2 separate regions of the Sus scrofa genome follow, and region 1 is linked to region 2. A link is a contact called in public HiChIP or PLAC-seq data. All regions are on one chromosome and are shown on one strand. Each heading gives the region's core, a stretch centred on a gene start, on an enhancer-like site or on the middle of the called end of the contact. The rest is flanking DNA. Distances are from core to core; before and after follow the strand shown.

What was found. HiChIP or PLAC-seq counts read pairs in DNA pulled down with a chosen protein or histone mark.
Region 1: a contact with region 2 is called in an H3K27ac HiChIP or PLAC-seq map of alveolar macrophages. The contact joins the promoter of CHP1 here to the promoter of NUSAP1 in region 2. A contact is called at or near these places in 1 of 5 promoter capture datasets (liver), 13 of 47 Hi-C or Micro-C datasets (alveolar macrophages, blood, embryonic fibroblasts and 6 more) and 2 of 2 datasets of contacts at active chromatin or transcription factors (alveolar macrophages and skeletal muscle).

What each region holds. Positions count from the first base shown.
Region 1 is chr1:130,108,910-130,115,433 of Sscrofa11.1, forward strand. CHP1 (calcineurin B homologous protein 1) reads right to left here and starts at 3,552. Exons shown (of 7, transcript XM_013993169.2): 1 at 3,243-3,552. The coding sequence starts at 3,309. It overlaps EXD1 (piRNA biogenesis protein EXD1), which reads left to right and starts at 3,552. Exons shown (of 11, transcript XM_021097534.1): 1 at 3,552-4,220.
Region 2 is chr1:130,061,996-130,068,461 of Sscrofa11.1, forward strand. NUSAP1 (nucleolar and spindle-associated protein 1) reads right to left here and starts at 3,646. Exons shown (of 12, transcript XM_021097458.1): 1 at 3,498-3,646.

The DNA.
Region 1 (6,524 bases), core at 2,302-4,801, 47 kb after region 2:
ACTTTTATTCGAATGACTTTATGGGAATGCTACAGTGTGAAAGAAGGTAAGAGAACAAAGACAATACATCAAATGTTTTACGCCCACACGAAGTGTTTTTGACAGGGTTTGTGTGTGTGGTTTTTCTTTTCTTTTCTTTCTTTCTTTTTTTTTTTTTTTTTTTTTTGTCTTTTTGCTATTTCTTTGGGCCACTTCCGTGGCATATGGAGGTTCCCAGGCTAGGGGTCCAATTGGAGCTGTAGCCGCTGGCCTACGCCAGAGCCACAGCAACGCAGGATCCGAGCCTCGTCTGCAACCTACACCACAGCTCACGGCAACGCCGGATCGTTAACCCACTGAGCAAGGGCAGGGACCGAACCCGCAACCTCATGGTTCCTAGTCGGAATCGTTAACCACTGCGCCATGACGGGAACTCCCTGTTTTTGTTTTCTTTTTAGGGCTGCACCTGTAGCATATGGAAGTTCCTGGGCTAGGGGTGAAATTGGAGCTGCAGCTGCTGGCCTATACCACGGCAACATGGGATTCGAGCCACATCTTTGCTGCAAGGCCAGATCCTTAATCCACTGAGCAAGGCCAGGGATCAAACCCACAACCTCAGAGAGGCTATGTCGGGTCCCTAGCCCACTGAGTCACAACAGGAACTCTTAAGATTACTGCTTTAAGAATCAACTATGCTGATGAGCACTAACTGGATACACTGGTGGCTCAACTTCCAGAGCAGAGGAATAACGGTGTACCAGGCCAGGGGAGGACAAGGGTAGAAGCCACTCGAAATGCCCTAGGTTAATTTATCCAAACATAATCAAATCATGCATGTATTAAGGCCCAATTCCAGTCCTCCTCAGGCCACCTCACAAGAACTCTTCCCTGAATTCTGAATGTGGGTACCACACAATTTCAGGTACCTAACCCTGTGGGCTTATCTCCACAACCAGGTTGTGGGCATCTTATGTCACCATCTGCTTTGAATACCCAGCATGGTACTGAACTAAGACACTGCAAAAATTCAATAAGTAGTTGTTTCATTAGGCTTTCTGACTTAATTCGTACTTTTACACTGGCTGTGGGTGATAATTCCCTCAGCTTGATTTACTTTTCAGCAGCTAGGAAAATAACTGCAGGAGTACTCAGTTCTCACAAGTCACATAGGAAAATAACCCAGACAGAGTTCTATAGGAACAGAGGCCCCTTTCATTTGTTAAAATGTAATAAAACCAGAATGGGATTACTGCTCCCTTCATCTTAAGACAAAAATTGCTTTTTCCACCTTCACTCTGATGCACACTCCCTCATTATATGACTTTTATTTTAAGCACAAACACTTTAACTCTGGTGTCACCTAAGAAAGTAGTTCTCACAGGATTTATCGTTGTGGTACAGCAGAAATGAATCCGACAAGTATCCATAAGGATGCAGGTTCTATCCCTGGCCTTACTTATTGGGTCAGGGACCCAACATTGCTATGAGCTGTGGTGAAGGTCACAGACAAGCCTCGGATCCCGAGTTGCTGTGGCTGTGGCATAGGCTGGCAGCTGTACCTCCAATTTGACCCCTAGCCTGGGAACTTCCATATGCTACAGGTGTGGCCCTAAAATAAATAAATAAATGAAATAAAATAAAGTAGTTCTTATATTTACAAGTGTGGCCAGAGGTCACAGCCACAAAGTGTTAAAATTCTTGCCCATATTTCCACTCTTGGAGTCAGAGTAAGTCATAAAATGACCATAAGGTCAAGTGGCCAAACATACTGCACATTATAAACAGCTAACTATTTTCTGTCATTTGTTCAAAATCATAAAAAGGACTACTTTGGAAGGTGGAGTTCCCATTATGGCTCAGGAGTAATGAGCCTGACTAGTATCCAAGACGATATGAGTTTGATCCCCGGCCTCACTTGGTGGGTTAAGGATCCAGTGTTGCTGTGAGCTGTGGTGTAGGTAGAAAACGTGGCTCAGATCCCTTGTGGCTATGGCTGTGGCATAGGCCAGCAGTTGAAGCTCCAATTTGACCTCTAGACTGGGAACTTCCATATGCCGCAGGTTTGGCCCTAAAAAATAAAATAAATATAATAAAAAGAACTACATTGGAAGGTGGTGAGCTCACCATCCTTAAAGTCATTATGGAGAGACTTAATGACCATGAGTTTGGAGATGCTGAAAGCAGTAAACCAATCTGAGAAGGGATGAGACTAGATAAATAACATCCCTTCCAACTTGAAGATTCTAGAAAGTTAAACAGCATTTAATTTATCTCAGGCCACCACTGCCTGAGTAATTCTGAAGTTACCCAAGCACTCACTATTATCTGCAAATGGACCATTCGGTGACTTACTTGTCATCTCATTATCAAAGACAGGTATCCTAAAACTCAGAACCCAGATGCTTCCACAAATCATGTAAAATACATGAGTCATAATGGATTAGTGAGAAGAGAAAATATCATACGCATTATCGAGGGCCAGCTACACAAATATATGATGTTTTCTGGGATTCTGAAATCCCAAAGCCATGTTACCCCTTTCTGGTTAATGAGGAAGAGACTGGATTATTAAAGTCAGTTCCTAAAACAAATTCACACTGAGATTTTTGGAGCACATCCAGTTTCTATGGCGACTGCATAAAGTAAACCAGCATAATAGAAATCAATATATCTGAAATCAGGACAGCAAACATCCTCAGTGTAAATTTAAAAAACTGGTAGTCACAGAATCCGTACTTTCTCTCCACAAGTTCAAAATGAAAGAAGTCTCACTCTCAGATCCCTGACTCTTTAAGGTCTCCCATCAGCAGGTCATGTCTTCCAAAGCCTTACTATACGATCTCACTTTCTGTATTTATTTTTCTAGCTGAGGCAATAATTTGTTTGATTTCCCACCGTTGTCAGTAGCTGTAACACCCTGCCCAGAAACGTCACAGAAACGGACAGAATGTTTTCTACAGGATTCCTTCAGAAATTTGAGGTTGTTCCAGAAAGATAAAAAATTCGGAGACTTTCAAGTGCAAGAGGAGAAAAGAGCGGGATTACTTTGAGCAGGACAACCCCACAGGAGCCAGAGCCCCACTCTGGGTAGCTGTAGCTGTAAGAACTGGTTCTCCATCATCCCCGAAGCTCTAGCGCTGGAAACTTCCCAGGAACCCCACAACCTCCCGGCACCCCAGCTTCAGACTTCAGCTACAGTTACCCTCCCTCCTGAGGCCAACCGGCGGCGCCCGGCCGCGTTGCCACCCCCTACCCGAACTCACAGCCAGTCTCCTTCTTGATCTCCTCGAGCTCTTCGTCCCGCAGTAACGTGGAGGCCCGGGACCCCATCACTAAGCCGGGAGCTCCTCCGGGAGCAGGGGCGCCTGAAGCGACAGCGGCTGCAGGAGAGAGGGAAGAAGGGGAGGAAGGACCGGGGTCAAAAACGGAGAGGGCAGTATTTCTACTGAGGGCCGGGAAGGGAACCCAGGGGTGGCGCGCGGAGAAGGGCGGCCCAGAGGCCCAGCCAATTGGGAGTGAGACTGCGCCCGGCTCAGGAGCCGACGTCGACGTTCCTAGCTCCAGCCCCCGAATGAATCAGCCCAGCGCCAGGCCAGGTCTAGCTCAAAACGGACCACGCCCCCGGAACCATGATGCCACCGGCCTTAAATGGGCAATGCCACTCTGGCCTTAGAGACCGCAATTAAAAGGGCAACGCCTTGACCCACCGTTTTACAACACGCAGACCTGTGACATACAGCGTAGCCAACCCCTTTATCACAGAACTCTAATTCTAGAAACCCCACCCTACAACTGGCATGGATCGCGGAGAGAAACAATCAAAATAGACAAAACGTCGCTTGGGTGAAAGCCAGGGCGTGTCTCCTGGGAACTGCATGCTGGGAGTTGCATCTCATTTTTCCTGCCTGGGGGGCGCTCGGGTGCCAGCTTCGGGGCCGCGCGCTGATTGGCTCCTTGGGAAACAGCCGGGACCTTCTGTTCAGGCCGGTTGGCGTCCGCTCCGCTGCGTCGGTGTCCTGCGCTGCGTACTTTTCTGTAATTTGTTTTTTTCTGGACTGTCCTTTGGTAACAGCCACCGCGGGCTTGGAACTTCCCGAGAGTTCTTCCTTAACAGCAGTCCCTCTTTTGTTAGTTCAAGACTGAAGCGCGAGGAACTCACCATTTGGCTGAAATAGGGACCAGATTTCCTAAACTTCCGTCGGAGAAAAAAAAATCTAACGGTGGAGGAGAGAATTTCTAGTGTATGGCCCGCAGTTTGTTTTTAAGTTTCTTATTTTGCCTTAAAGATGAGGGATTTTGCATTTTGTTCTCATGGCATATTTTTGTTTTCCTGAAAACGCTTAAAGCCACTTGTTAAATTAGTACACCCTGCCAGGTGAACCAGATCTTTAACTGTGGCTTCAGTGCCTTTACACCCCTTCACTCGATTGTTGGGCTTATTACAGAACAGATTTGAATTATGGAAGAACCAAATTTTGACCTCTGTCACTTAGTACCTAAGTACTAGAAGGCTATTTTAGCGAGCTGCCCAAGTCAACTTAGATTACTAGTTTTTAAGCTTTACCTAAGGCTTTGATAGATTGGCATGAGATCAAGTTTATAGTCTTACTGAGTTTGTTTTCGTGATTGACTTACTCTGTTTTGTCCTAATAATGTCTGCCGTCATACACAGAATGTAGCATTTTGGATATGCTCGTCTAGACCACAGGAGCTTCCTTTTATCCTGCGAGTATGAGTATGGTAGAAAAAGTTTGATGTCAGCGACATGTGTCCATTTTCTGAGTCTGCCTTGAAGCCTGTCTCTGGATCCTGACCTTACTTGTTCTTCCAAATTTTGAATCTTACCTTTTGCAGCTGTCCTCAAGGCTTTCTTTGCTTTGTGTTGTTTTTCTGATTTACTTTAACATTTCTTAAATTTCCTTATTGTCCAAGCATTTCACAAACTTGTTTCTTATGTTTTTAAAAATACAGATGATTATCTCTATGAAGGGCTGGTATTTCCAGTTTTAGGTTCGCTGTTATTTCTGTAAAAATTCCCCTTTGCCTGTTGGATTAGTGAGCAAAGAAGAATGGTCTTTCCAGGTGCTCTGGTGACTTGTTTTATGCTGTCTCTGAATGCATAACACCAGGGATCTCGTAGGGGTTTTAGTTCAAGTTTCAAGTTCTAGCTCTGTGACTTTGGGCAGGTGTCTTACATCTTTAAGCGTCAGTCCTACATCTGTAAATTAGGTAATTATTGAGGCATTAAATAATTTTTGTGAAAGCACTTGCTAGACCTTAAATTTTAAAATGTGTTTTTCTGGTTAAAAATGATAACTTCTCATCTTCTTTCTAGTTGAATTGGGCCTTATTTAGTCAATGTTTTATAGTTAAATAAGTTGCAAAATTCACTTGTTGTCTATGCCTAGTGTGGCAAAAGCAAGCCACTTTTAAATTTAAACCATTCTCATCTTCTTCCTAGTTGAACTGGGCCTTAGTTATTTGGTCAATGTTTTATAGCTAAAGTAAATGGAAAATTCACTGGTTGACTGTTCCTAGTGTGGCAAAGGCAAGCCACTTTTAAATTTAAACCAATGTAAATTTAAACATTTAGCTGGGGTTCTAAATGCAAAGACATCCAAATAACAGGATTGTTCTAAAAGATACTTTTTTTAAAAAAAAGGATTCATCTTTTAAATTACAGTATTACACTAAGGAACATAAGAGTAGGAGTTCCCATTGCGGCTCAGCAGTAACAAACCCAAGTAGTATCCATTAAGATTTGGGTCTAAGCCTTGGCCTCACTCACTGGGTTAAGGATATGGCGTTGCCGTGAGCTGTGGTGTAAGTTGAAGACGTCGCTTGGATCCTGCGTAGGCTGATGATGATGTGGCTATGGCGTAGGCCAGCAGCTGCAGCTCCTATTCAACCCCTAGCTGGGAACTTCCACACGTGTGCCCCCACCAAAAAAAGCAAAAAAAACACCCGAAACTAAAACAAACAAACAAACAAATGTAAGAGTATCTTCAATGAGTGATAGTTATTTCCAGGAGGTCAGTTTTTTCTTTGTACATTTCTGCATTGTTATTTTTGTAATGAGCATGTATCATTTTAAAAAAAAATTGAGTTTTACAGAACCAGTGTGGCATGGGGCAGTTTAATCTGTTAGGCTGCACAGCCTGGTTGGTGATATTACAGCAGCCCAAGCCCTGAGCTCTAGCTACAGTGTGGTGGAATGGCCCTCACAGTGACATGACAGCTGGATTGGTAATGTGTAAATTATGATAGTTTTAAGTCATTTATTCTTTGGTAACCAAATGTCAGACTCTGGAAGTGTGACTAATCTGGAAGAGGCTACATTCAGAAGAGGCTAGGTCCCAGACATATCTAGGTAAACAATTCATCACAACGTGTGGTGGCAAATATTTGCCGATATCAGTTTTTTTCATTTGTTCTTGTACTTTTTTTGGTTGATGTTAAGAGATGTATGTATGTGCTATTAAAAACCATCTAAATGTTCTTCTTATCCCATTTAGCTAAGGAATGAAAAGTGCTATTAAGCCATT
Region 2 (6,466 bases), core at 2,396-4,895:
CCAGATCCTTAACCCACTGAGAGAGGCCAGGGATTGAACCCACATCCTAATGGATCCTAGCTGGGTTCATTACTGCTGAGCCACGACTGGAACTCATTTTTCCCCCTTTTTATTCCTTTTCTGAATATTGAAATACATATACAGTTGGAGTTTTTCACTTACTTTTTTTCAATTTTTAAAATTTTAAGATATATACAACATACAGTACATAAAATTCATTTTAAACCCCTTTTAAGTGTTCAGTTCAGTGGTATTAAGTACACTCACATTATTGTGCTACCATCCCCAATATCACCCCCAGAACTCTTTTCACATTACAAAACCAAAACTCCCTGCTGATTAAATAATAAATACCACTTCCCCTCCCCAATCCCCTGGCAATCCCCATTCTAATGTCGCTATGATTTTGAGTACTCTAAGTACCTTATACAAGTGGCATGCAATATTTTAATCCTTAAAGCAGTAGTACATTGAGTGTTTTTGAGGTATATGACTAAGTAGATATTACAAGTTGAACTAAGCCATCACTAAACTCGTTGTCATAGGAGTACCTCAAAATTTGACCTTATTTAGAATCTCAGCAAATGTAATTAGTTGAGGTCATACTGGAGCCAACTGGGCCGGCCCCTAATATGACTGGTGTCCTTATAAAAGGGAGAATTAGAACACAGACACACACACGGAGAATGCCTTGTGAAGACTGAGGTTATGCTGCCACAAGCCAAAGCAAAAAAAAAAAAAAAAGCTAGAAGAAAGGCCTGAACAGATCCTTCCCTGGTGCCTTAAAGGACAGCATGGCCGTGCCAACACCTTGATTTTGGATGTCTGATCTCCAAGTCACCCAGTTGGCAGTATTTTGTTATAGCAGCCCCAGGAAATTAATATAGGAGGTGTGAACTCTAGCTTGCAGACAATGTTATCAATTATGGAAGCACTATCACCTCTTGCTCTTTGAGCAAGAGTGTACTTTACTTCTGTGGTAAATTCAGAAAAACAGACTCATACCTAGAAATATTAAAGGCCTACTGAAAAGGCTTTAGAAAGTAAATATTAAAATATCAACATCTGGGGAGTTCCCATTGTGGCGCAGTGGAAACGAATCCAACTAGTATCCATGAGGATGCCAATTCAATTCCTGGCCTTGCTCAGTGGGTTAAGGATCTAGTGTTGCCGTGAGCTGTGGGTGTGGGTCGCAGACATGGCTTGGATCCAGTGTTGTTATGACTGTGGTGTAGGCTGGCAGCTGTAGCTCTGATTCGACCCCTAGCCTGGGAACTTCCATATGCGCAGGTGCAGCCCTAAAAAGAAAAAAAAATTACGGTCACTTTTGATGTTCATTTTCTGTTGAAGCTAATGATTTACTGTTCCACTTCTATGTATTTCCAATCTGCTTAAACAAATATTTGGATACATTAGTCACTATTACTCACTTGCCAAATCCTGAGTTCAGAATTTTGTGTTTTTTCTAAGATGAATATAAAACCACCTAAAAGTCAAGAAAAAATGTTCTGCCTTTGATAAGGAAAAATAAAAAGAACATTACAGTAAGGATACAGCCTTCACTAGAGCTATATGCATTCATGTGCAAAATTATTCAAATGAACCAAATTATTCTTAAACCATCACTATCAAATAATCAAACTCTGAGTTACTCTCAGAGTTCCCACAGTGGTTGGGTGAGTTACAAACACAACTAGTATCCCTGAGGATGCAGGTTCAATCCCTGGCCTCACTCATTGGGTTAAGGATCCGGCACCACCATGACCTGTGGCTCACTCGGGTTGCCCCGAGTTGGTGTAGTTGTGGTGTAGGTTGGCAGCTACAGCTCCAACTCCACCCCTAGCCTGGGAATTTCCATATGATGCAGATGTGGCATTAAAAAGACAAAGCAAGGGAGGAAGGGAGGAAGGAAGGAAAGAAAAGAAAGTTACTCTACCTGCACTGGCATTAATTTTATAAAGATGTCCAAACTCGTGGAGCAGTGTTCTCAAGTTTTTAATTAACACCGTCCTCTTTGAGAACCTTTTTCCATAAAAGACTTTGCTTTAGTACAGATAACCACTCCTCTTTGTAAGGTAGAAAGGAAGAATATTCTGTTCCTTTTTCCTGCCCCATACCTTATTTCTTCTCCTAGATGAAATGAAAAATTACTCCTGACAAGAGCAACAGAAAATTCTTATTGAGAAGTGTTTCTTTAACCTCGTATTTTCAGCTCTGCTAGGTACAGGGCCAGGAAAAGGCATACCGGATACATTCATTTGTATTAGCACATATTCTAACCGGGCCCAAATAACGTGCCAATTTTAAACAAGCTTCACCAACTTCAGAAACAAGGATTTTCCCCAGAATTTAAACGGGGGGATGAGTGAGAGGTTACAACAACCCAAATTACAAAATGAGATATTCCAGGGAGTTCCCGTCGTGGCTCAGTGGTTAAGGTCAGTGGTTAAGGAATCCGACTAGGAACCATGAGGTTTCGGGTTCCATCCCTGGCCTCGCTCAGTGAGTTAAGGATCTGGCGTTACCGTGAGCTGTGGTGTAGGTCGCAGACGCGGCTCGGATCCCGCGTTGCTGTGGCTCTTGCGTAGGCCAGTGGCTTACAGCTCCGATTGGACCCCTAGCCTGGGAACCTCCACATGCCGCGGGAGCGGCCCCAGAAAAGGTAAAAAAGGCAAAAAACAAAAACAAACAAAACAAAGAGATATTCCATAAAATTAAACAAGAACCGAATACAAACGCCTGACAGTATTATACTTTGTAACCCCACCACATTCCGCAAATTGCTTTCTCATAATTCCCTAAACTCTTTCATTCTAAATAAAAATTGTACAATGACTCCTTTGTGTGAAAAACAACGGTGAATTCAACCTAGAATCATCCGAGATTAAAGCGCCATTAGGTAACTATCAGGTCATACAAGGACAAAGCTGCTTACACCGATCTTAACAAAGTTTGAGAGGTGGAAGTGGGAACGCATGGATATAATAAAGATAAGCACGAGAAAGTGCGTGATACACAGAGTCAAACTAAAATCCCGGGATGGAGGTGGGTGACCTATTACCCAAATCTCAAGGTCAACAGGCCAGGAACACAAAATACTCAGAGCCGCAAGAAGCCTCAATTGATACCCGAACCTTAAGCCAAACAGGCGAGAAGCATAAATAAATCAATAAAACAAAGCTACTCTTCAAAAGATAAGCGGATGGCAGACGCAGAGAATGCCAGATACACACTCGCGTAGGTGCAATCGCTGGGTAACAAGCGGAAAGTACCAACTCAGCCAAGGCAAGGTACAGAGGTCAGTGGCGGGTCGGGGACTCAAGCGTGTGTAACACACCGCCAAAAGCAGGGGCGGCTGCCCTGGGGCAGCTCGGAGGTAAACCTCGCCCGGCCGAGGCCTGCGCCCGCGCGACTAAACTCCATGCGCTCCGTCTCTCGAAAGGGATAGGCCGCGCCACTTTCTGCTCATTCCTCCGTCGCTAGCCTTCTAGGCTTACCTCGCACTGGCCAGAAGAAGCACTCGAGCGCCCGGGGGCCGCCCGCCCCCCGGCCCAAAGGCCAGCGAGCTGCGACGTGCCTCACTCCGCCATCTTTGCTCCTTCTCAAGTCCGCCAACCCTGCGGTGGCCGTCTCCACTTGCCCCGCCTCTTCCGCTGACGCTAAGTACGGGTTGAGTTACGCCTCACGCAGGCGCACTCTTCTTCCGTTGTAGATTGGTTGGAATGTACGTCAATCAATAGCTCTTGACCCACTGTTTTCGTCCCTCTAGTAACGTTTGGTCTGAGAGTAGTAATGGCGGGGGAATACCTTTCGTAATTCATTTGTTAGGAATGTAAAATTATTTCCGCGTAGAAGCAGTGTCACGTCGTGGTAAGGCAGTCTGGGTAGGCCCCATGACTTTTTTTTCTTAAGTTTATTTGTCATTTGTCTTTCTTGGGCCACACCCTTATGTGGAGGCATGTGGAGGTTCCCAGCTAGGGGTCGAATTGAAGCTGCAGTTGCTGGCCTACACCACAGCAACAGCTACGGGGATCCGAGCCGCGTCTGCAGCTACACCACAGTTCATGGCAATGCCAGATCCTTAACTCACTGAATGGGGTCAGGGATCGAACCCATGTCCTCATGGATACTAGTCCTTAACCACTGAGCCAGGACAGGAACTCCCGCATGACTATTTTAAGCCACCCTTAAACTATGCTACTAATAATTTCCTTCTCAGATCCAAGAGTTTTTAATACACTAGGTAAACAGTTTAATAGCTCCAGTTTGTCTCTTGACTTTGACCCATTTTGACTCAAAGAGCCCAAATGTCAAACTGCTGTTTACAGCTCTGGTTAATACAGGAGAGCAGATTCGCCACTTTTCTTTGAGCGCCATTCTGTAGAATGTCAAACTGTTAATAACTGACACTTTTGTTTCTTCTTAAACCCAGCTGCAGGGCTTTTGAGATTCTCCCTTCGTGATTCTCCCAGGAGAGGCAGGAGTGTCATTGGGAGCGCCTCTTCTGGTGAGCGACCAGCGGTGGGCGGTATAGGTCCTCAAACACCTTCAAGAGTGTCACCTGAGCAGCTTCTTAGAAGCAGAGATTCCTTATGGCAGCAGTTCCCACAGATTCAGTTCCAGGATCTGAATCCACTCAAACTGTTTCCAAAGTCTATGCTCTCAAATTCCAAGTTAAACCACCTAATTATGTCCTCTAGAAAAAATAATATAGAGCCATTCAATTACAGGTCTTTAGCTATCTGAATACCACAGATACTAAATATTTTAATATAGCTACTTTACTTTTTTTTTCTCTAGACCAAAGCCCCGGTTCCTATACTCACCCTATAGTAAGTTACCTTAAAGCTTTCACCTTTTTGTTTCTTGGGAATATGTCATTTCGGCAATGTCCTTCTAAAAGGCGATGGTCTTCAAACTTTTGATATCTTAAAATATGTCTCTCTTACTTGCCATCTCTCTTTTTGCCCTAAATACAGGAATTTACATTTATCTTTGTTTTTGTTTGGGTTTTTTTGGGGGTTTTATTTGTCTTTTTGTCTCCATCGCCCTCGGCATATGGAGGTTCCCAGGCTAGGGGTCTATTTGGAGCTGTTGCTGCCGTCCTACACCAGAGCCACAGCAACACTAGATCTGAGCTGCATCTTCGACCTACACCACAGCTCACAGCAACGCCGGATCCTTAACCCACCAGCAGAGCCAGGGATCAAATCTGCAACCTCATGGTTCCTAGTCGGATTTGTTTCCACTGTGCCGTGACGGGAACTCCTACATTTATCTTTGTTAAAAATATAGGTTGTTGGAGAGTGAAATGGTTAAGAGCATGGACTCTGCAAACAGAATTCCTGGGCTTGAATCCAGGCTCTACCACTAACTAGCTGTGTGAGTCTGATCTTGTGGGGAGTGGGGGATCATTTAGCCTCTCTGGGCCTTAATATTCTCACCTGTAAAATGGTGACATTAATTGTACTTGCCTCTTAAGGCTACTGTGAGGATTAGAGTTAACAACTACAAGCACACAAAACAGTGCCTTGCCTATAATAAATGCCACATAAATGTTAGCTATTGTTGAACACACTATTAAATTACTATTAAGGTAATTTAGTCTCTAGTCTCCCATGGAGGGACTATATTAACTACTTTTATGGCTTTATGTTACTTTAAAATATTAATAAACACTATTTTTATGCTTTGTTTTTGGATTTTTTTTTTTTTTTTTTTTTTTTTGGTCTTTTCTAGGGCCGCTCTGTGGCATATGGAGGTTCCCAGGCTAGGGGTCAAATCAGAGCTACAGCTGCTGGCCTACACCACAGCCACAGCAACGCCAGATCCGAGCGAGTCTGCAACCTACACCACAGCTCACGGCAACGCCGGATCGTCGGGCCCACTGAGCAAGGCCAGGGATCGAACCCACAACCTCATGGTTCTTAGTCGGACTCATTAACCACTGCGCCACGACGGGAACTCCTGTTTTTGGATGTTGAAAAGGACTGACAGTAAAGCCAATGGTATGGCATGGAAGGTTTTCATTAAGTCTGACACTAATCTTTTAAAAAGTTTATTGAGATAACCCATTTGAAATGTACCATTTGGTGGTTTTAGTATATTCACAAAATTGTGTATCCATCAACATATTTTATAACATTGTCATTAATACCAAAAAAAAAAAAAACCTGTATACCCCTTGGTTGTCACTCATCAATCTCCCATTCCTCTAGGCCCTGGAATCATAAAATATTTGCCCTTTGGAGTTCCCATCGTGGCGCAGTGGTTAACAAATCCGACTAGGAACCATGAGGTTGCGGGTTCGATCCCTGCCCTTGCTCAGTGGGTTAAGGATCCGTTGCCATGAGCTGTGGTGTGGGTTGCAGACGCGGCTCGGATCCCTTGTTGCTGTGGCTCTGGCGTAGGGCAGTGGCTACAGCTCCGATTGGACCCCTAGCCTGGGAACCTCCATATGCCCCGA